Regions from separate parts of the Mus musculus genome. Here region 1 is linked to region 2. Evidence: chromatin contacts called from public HiChIP or PLAC-seq data. All regions are on one chromosome and are shown on one strand. Each heading gives the region's core, a stretch centred on a gene start, on an enhancer-like site or on the middle of the called end of the contact. The rest is flanking DNA. Distances are from core to core; before and after follow the strand shown. Region 1 overlaps Gm31515 (a long non-coding RNA gene). Region 2 holds the start of Atp2b4 (ATPase, Ca++ transporting, plasma membrane 4).

Region 1 (2,700 bases), core at 62-2,561, 130 kb after region 2:
TCAGGAGTGCCATCCTGTTTCAGAGCACTCTGCCCTGGGTTCTCTTCCCTTCAGGATACCATCTCTCATCTCTCCGCCCACACGGACTAGCTGCTCCCCTGGGTGCTGCTGCTGCCGTGAGAGCCTCTGTCGCCTCAGTTACCACATTGTATCTTAATGGTTTATTCATGCCTCTGTGGCACATCCCTCCCCTTGTGTCTCATATCCTCAGCTCCAGGATTCCCGGCACAGAATGACTCCCAAGTCCTGAACGAACGTGAAAGGCTAAGAATGAGGAAAGGATTTGGAGTGACAGGTTGGGGGGACACCAATATTCATAAATAAGGACCACGCAGGTGGGTCGGAGGGGCAACTTGGAGATGAGCTAGAAGATAGCATCAGATTCAGGCACTGGGGTCCGGGCATGGAGGGGGGGCATGAACACCCTCCCCAGTCTTCCCGTCAGCACCTTCTCAAAGCGAAGAAAATAAACCTGTTTTCCTTATGACAACCTTGGTCTGATGATAAACCTTCCCAGCTTCCCAGGAGGTGGCAGAGACTCTGATTGGTGGGAAGAAGGCTGGAGGAGGAAAAGCAAAAAGAGAGGAGAGAGATGGGAGGGAGGGGGAGCGAGGGAACTCGCCTGCTTGTTCTGTATGCTGATTACTGACGTGGGAAAGGCGCGCAGCAGGTTCTGCTGGGAGGCATTTATTGCGCATGAGAAAGCAGGCTGCCTGTTAAAAAACTATCTCCAGGCCGGAGGGGAGAAGAGGAAGCCGCAGGGGCCCCACAGGGCAGAGGACTGCTCTTGCCCTGGAGCTGTAGGGTGGGAAGGAGAGAGGGACTGGAACCTTGGTTCCTCTGGGTACCACAGTCACTGGGTGGGAAAGGGGTTCTTCTGTATTTTGAGGCTACTTCATCCATGGCCCCCACAGACTGCTTCCTTGGGGAGGTGTTTGTGTGGGCACTTGTCCCTTCCTTTACTTTCCTGTGCCTTATCCTGGCACCTGAACAGAAGCTTCTGGGGGTGGCTGAGAGTCCCTGGCCCCAGTGGATGTCCCTTTGAGGTAGCTGGACCTGAGCCATACAGCCTTCACCCCTGGGAAGTCCAGGCTAACCTCCTCCTTTCTCTTCCCTATTCTGTGGTGCTGGAGACAGAACTGGGGCCACAGCCCGTGCTAGGCTACGCTTGGTCACTGAGTTAATGAATCTCCCAGCAACATGGTTACTGTTACTGTTGCGTGCTACCTTAACAATTGCAAGATGAGAGAGGCATACCTCAGGGTGTGTCTGCGAGGGCGGTTCCAGAGACAGTTAGATAGGGATGCTTCTGAGCTAATCACTGGTTTATTCCTCCAATCAGATTGTTAGAGTTTGCATAGACAGTTAGGAGGGGTGGCACTATGGAGAGTGAATCTGCTGGGAGGAAGTATGTCACTGGGGATGCAGCTTTGAAGAGCTATATCTTGACTCTGACCCTTCCTGTCTGTCTGTCTGTCTGTCTGTCTGTCTCTGCTTTCTGGCTGCCTTGTGGTGAGCAGCCTCCTCCACACATGGTCACTGCCATTCTGCCCCACTTCAGGCAATGGATGTAGCTGACCTTAGACTAAAACTCCTGATAAATCTCCCCTCCCTTAGGTTGTTCATGTCTAGTGCTTTGTCACAGGGACAGAAAGTCCAACACACTTGTCTTTGGGGAGATTTCGCCAGCTTGCTCTGAGGATCAGTAGTTTGGTCTCTCTGCCTATTATCTCAAGTCTTTGAACACTCTCCCTGATAGGGGTAGCTCAGGCATTAAGAGCCATCAGAATATGCAAATTCAGTTCATAGCATCCATATCAGGTGGTTTACAACTGCCTGTAACTCCAGTTCCAGGGGACCTGATATCCTCTGATTTCTGTGGGCACCTGCATACACACGGTGCACATAAACTTGTGCAAACACACATGTTTACACATCCATTAAACATGAATAAATAAATCTTAAAAAGTAGAAAGCAGTCTGGGCGCTGAGGCGCAGACTGTCTGGACTTCATTCTGCCCCTGGGTGGAGTAGGGAGAGAGGACAAAGGACCTGTGTGAGCCACCGAGCAGTTCAGCATGGAGCAGGGATAGTGGCAGGGCCTCTCCTGCTGCTGTGGCCCTGGAGAGCAAACCTCCCTGTTGCACATTTCCAAAAGATTAAAACCCTGAAGTCAGGGAACATCCCAATGGTGTCTTCTCAAGGCAGAGACCAAGGGAAGATTGTGTAGCCTCAAGCCCATTAAGCACCCTTAAACTATTCTTTACTACCCCCTCCTCAAGGTCCTTCCCCCTGTGGAAGCTGCTGGCTTCGCTCTTCTTCAGCTACCCCCACGAGCATCCCCAAGGGGATCCTGTCCTTGTTAGCTCCCCACTTCTACCCATCAGCCTGGGAGCAACAGAAAGGGACATAGTCTTCCTTTCTTAAAAGGTTGCTTGCTCTGGTCACTGTCACTCTCTGGTTTGTCACCCTCTTTCCTCTGTGCTTATGTTTCTAGCATGACTAACAGGAACAGACAGAGCGGAGGGCATTTGAGTCTCAGAGAAGCACCCACCAGGCCACACCACTCTATAAGCTCTTCCTACTCCGGGCTGTGCTGCTTCTCAGACCCCACCTCCAGCCAGTTATGGTTATGCATACTGCTGACCTCTCCTTTCCTCAAATTTGCCCTACTTTCTTCTGCTCAGGTCTTTGCACCCA
Region 2 (2,700 bases), core at 61-2,560:
TCCACTCTGGGCAATGTACTGAGAATCTGTCTTAAATTAAAAAGCAAAACAGTGGGCTGAGGCTACAGATTAATGTCGGGGCGCTGTACAAAGCCCTGGGTTTGGACCCTACATGGTGGGGAAAAATTTTTATTAGACAGGGTTAAAAAAAATCAGAAACTCCAAGACAGAAAATATTAATTTATCCAAATACATATTTATGATATGCCAACCCATTTCTGTGTACAGTAAGGTACTCAGATGGCTGGAATACTACTTCCTGTCGTCTTTTCTCATCCATTGAGCTTTAAGATCAGTGTGAGGAAGATGTCCATCTTAAGCTCTTCTGTAATCAAAATCTAATTAAGTGAGGACATTGACTATACTGATAAGTGCATCTACATAATAAATAAGGACCCTCCATACGATGGACCGACACAGAAGTAGGAGGAGAGAATGACTCAGAGATCACAGTTCCTAAACGTGGTAGAGGAGGAAAGCTCTTCATGCCCTCCCTCAGTGGCCACCTCGGCTTTAGAGGTCTGTGCTCTCCCCACCAGACCAGACACAACTTATTGGATCTCCAGAACCGGACTTTCCCTAGAAGCTAGACAAAAATATTTCAAAATCCTACTCACTGCCCCCAATCCCCAACCCTTGAAATGGCCTTTACCTTCTATAGGGGAGGTTTTCAGTCTAGTGCAGATTTCCTGTACCCCTCCGTAGTGGGCACTGATCTGGGCCACTGCATCAGCTCCACGAAGCTCCATGAGCTTTCGCAGGTCCATTAAGGTGCAGCCAAACTCCCCTTCATGGCTCTCAGCCACTGTGTTGGCTGACACGCTTTGTCCTGGTGGATTCGTCATTTTGCCTTCTTCAGTTACCAGACTCTCAACCAGAGAAGATGTAGAGTTTCCCCTCTAACTGATCAGTGTCTCTTGCCTTCTATTCGCCGTTTCTTCCCACTTCTTTCTTCTCTGGGAGGTCAGTTAGGGGATAAATTGACAATATCTCGTGCAATAAGTTTCAGAGTAGCAACACCCGGCCTAGATCCTTGCTTCTGTATTAAGTCTACTAGTGAGAAGAGGAAGAGGTTGGGGGAACTTAGTAAAAGATGGACGTGGTGTCACGATGATTGGTGTCCTCTGGGTGGAGATGGGAATGGTTGTCCAGAGTAGGTAGGTTCCTAGTTTAGACTTCTTGTCCATATAGAAGTGTAAACAGGATAAGCATGTTACCATGGAAGCAACCTTAGCAACAATCAGCAATTACGATGGTAGGCTGGCGTCAGGAAAAAGAGGAGGGCTCCCTGGATAACGATGAGGGCTAGGCCTCTGGAATAGAGATGCAAAAAAAAGACAAAAAGGAACAATTAGAACAGCCATGAGGATCCAGGATCTGCAAGGTACTCTCGAGAAGAAGGGTTTAAATGACAGTTGGTGGCTGAACGGAACTGAGAACTGAGGCCTGAGCTCAGTATCCAGGCTCATGGGAAGCCCTGGGTAGGCCTGCTGGCTGGGAATGTAGAGGATTTATCTCAGAAACATCATCTTTAAGCCTTATTTCTTCCAAATCAAGGCACACAAAATAACTCAAGGAACTCGCATATAAAAGGTTATAACCTCTAATGCTCCTCCCCTTCATGGGCTGACTGACCTATAGGATACATTAGTCTGGCCTTACCTGTAAGATGTGAGAAGAATCAGAAAAGGAATCTAGACCCAAGGGGGCTGAAACATGGCTTGCTTGTGCACCTTCTACTCCCAACACAGACATTTACAATCCAGAAAGACAGGCTGATAAAAGGTCTCTTAGAACACTCAGCCTTCAGTGGTATGAAAATTTGGAAACCTACAGCAGTTATCTGGCACCAAATTTTGGTCTCAAGGCTAAGCCCTCGCAGAGGCTTTTCCTGGTAAGAAAAGAGTGAAACACGCTAACAGTTTATGACACAGGGTGGATTCAGTTTTTCTATAAGGGCCAGGTGGAGCTCTGGGAAGAAAGATAGTGAGTGTTCAAGTTTTTCCAGTGTAGGAGAGATAAGAGAACAGTCTGTTCAGCCCATAGACAGGTCCCAACACTGTCCTCAGGGTAAGGGAGCAACCAGAGGGGCTCATGTTAGCATAGTGACACATCAGAGAAAGGTAGGCATTTTTCCCTCAGCAAGATAGACGTTAGCTGGAGCACATACTGGCTAGGGTGTGCAGGCACAGCTAAGGGTATGTGGGGATGAGAGGGGCTGAAGGTGGCTTAGAGACTGAGCTGAGCCCTATGCTCAGCTGCAGACAAGGGCTGGCTACATGTTATATATCAGCTCCTCCGATAGGAGAGGCTCAAGTATGTAGGGCCCCATTCTGGTGAAATAACCACCCTGCAATTGGTCGATGCTGCCAGGGTCTGGCAAGGCACTCCAATTGGCTAGGTAATAAACAAATGCTTTTTTTTTTTTTTTTTTTTTTTTTTTTTTTTTTTTTTTTTGCTTCTAGAAGGTGAATACAACTCTTGAGTCATCAGAGAAGAACTTGGCTCTTTTTATCAATTTATTTTCTCCAGAAATCCCATCTGGCCAAAGCTCCTGACTGATTTCAACCAATCCTGTTTCAGGCAGGTTCCTCTGGAATGGAGGTTATCCCACTTCTGCCCCTCAGCCAGCATGTTCCATCCACCTCCCCAATACCCCGACTTACAACAAGTTAAGCAAGCAGGGAATCCTGAGAAGGT

What was found. HiChIP or PLAC-seq counts read pairs in DNA pulled down with a chosen protein or histone mark.
Region 1: a contact with region 2 is called in an H3K4me3 HiChIP or PLAC-seq map of fetal liver, with 5 times the contacts expected there. The contact joins the enhancer-like site here to the promoter of Atp2b4 in region 2. A contact is called at or near these places in 10 of 15 datasets of contacts at CTCF or cohesin (CD8 T cells, the G1E-ER4 cell line, the NIH/3T3 cell line and 6 more), 299 of 484 Hi-C or Micro-C datasets (the 4T1 cell line, the 63-12 cell line, 8-cell embryo and 142 more), 70 of 115 datasets of contacts at active chromatin or transcription factors (the 230-238 cell line, CD4 T cells, CD4 single positive thymocytes and 45 more) and 7 of 9 other capture datasets (adipose tissue, embryonic stem cells, embryonic tail and 4 more).

The regions. Positions count from the first base shown.
Region 1 is chr1:133,886,575-133,889,274 of GRCm38.p6, forward strand. All of the region lies in intron 2 of Gm31515 (a long non-coding RNA gene), which reads left to right. Among named protein-coding and RNA genes, the nearest start is that of Optc, 19 kb to the right of the region's middle. Within about 2 kb of position 1,312, at least 92 of the 459 cell types and tissues checked have an H3K27ac peak or open chromatin away from gene starts, as enhancers often do. A contact at or near this core is called in the CH12 cell line, DN3 thymocytes, the G1E-ER4 cell line and 25 more, where this site is marked.
Region 2 is chr1:133,752,437-133,755,136 of GRCm38.p6, forward strand. Atp2b4 (ATPase, Ca++ transporting, plasma membrane 4) reads right to left here and starts at 1,311. Exons shown (of 20, transcript NM_213616.4): 1 at 653-1,311. The coding sequence starts at 845.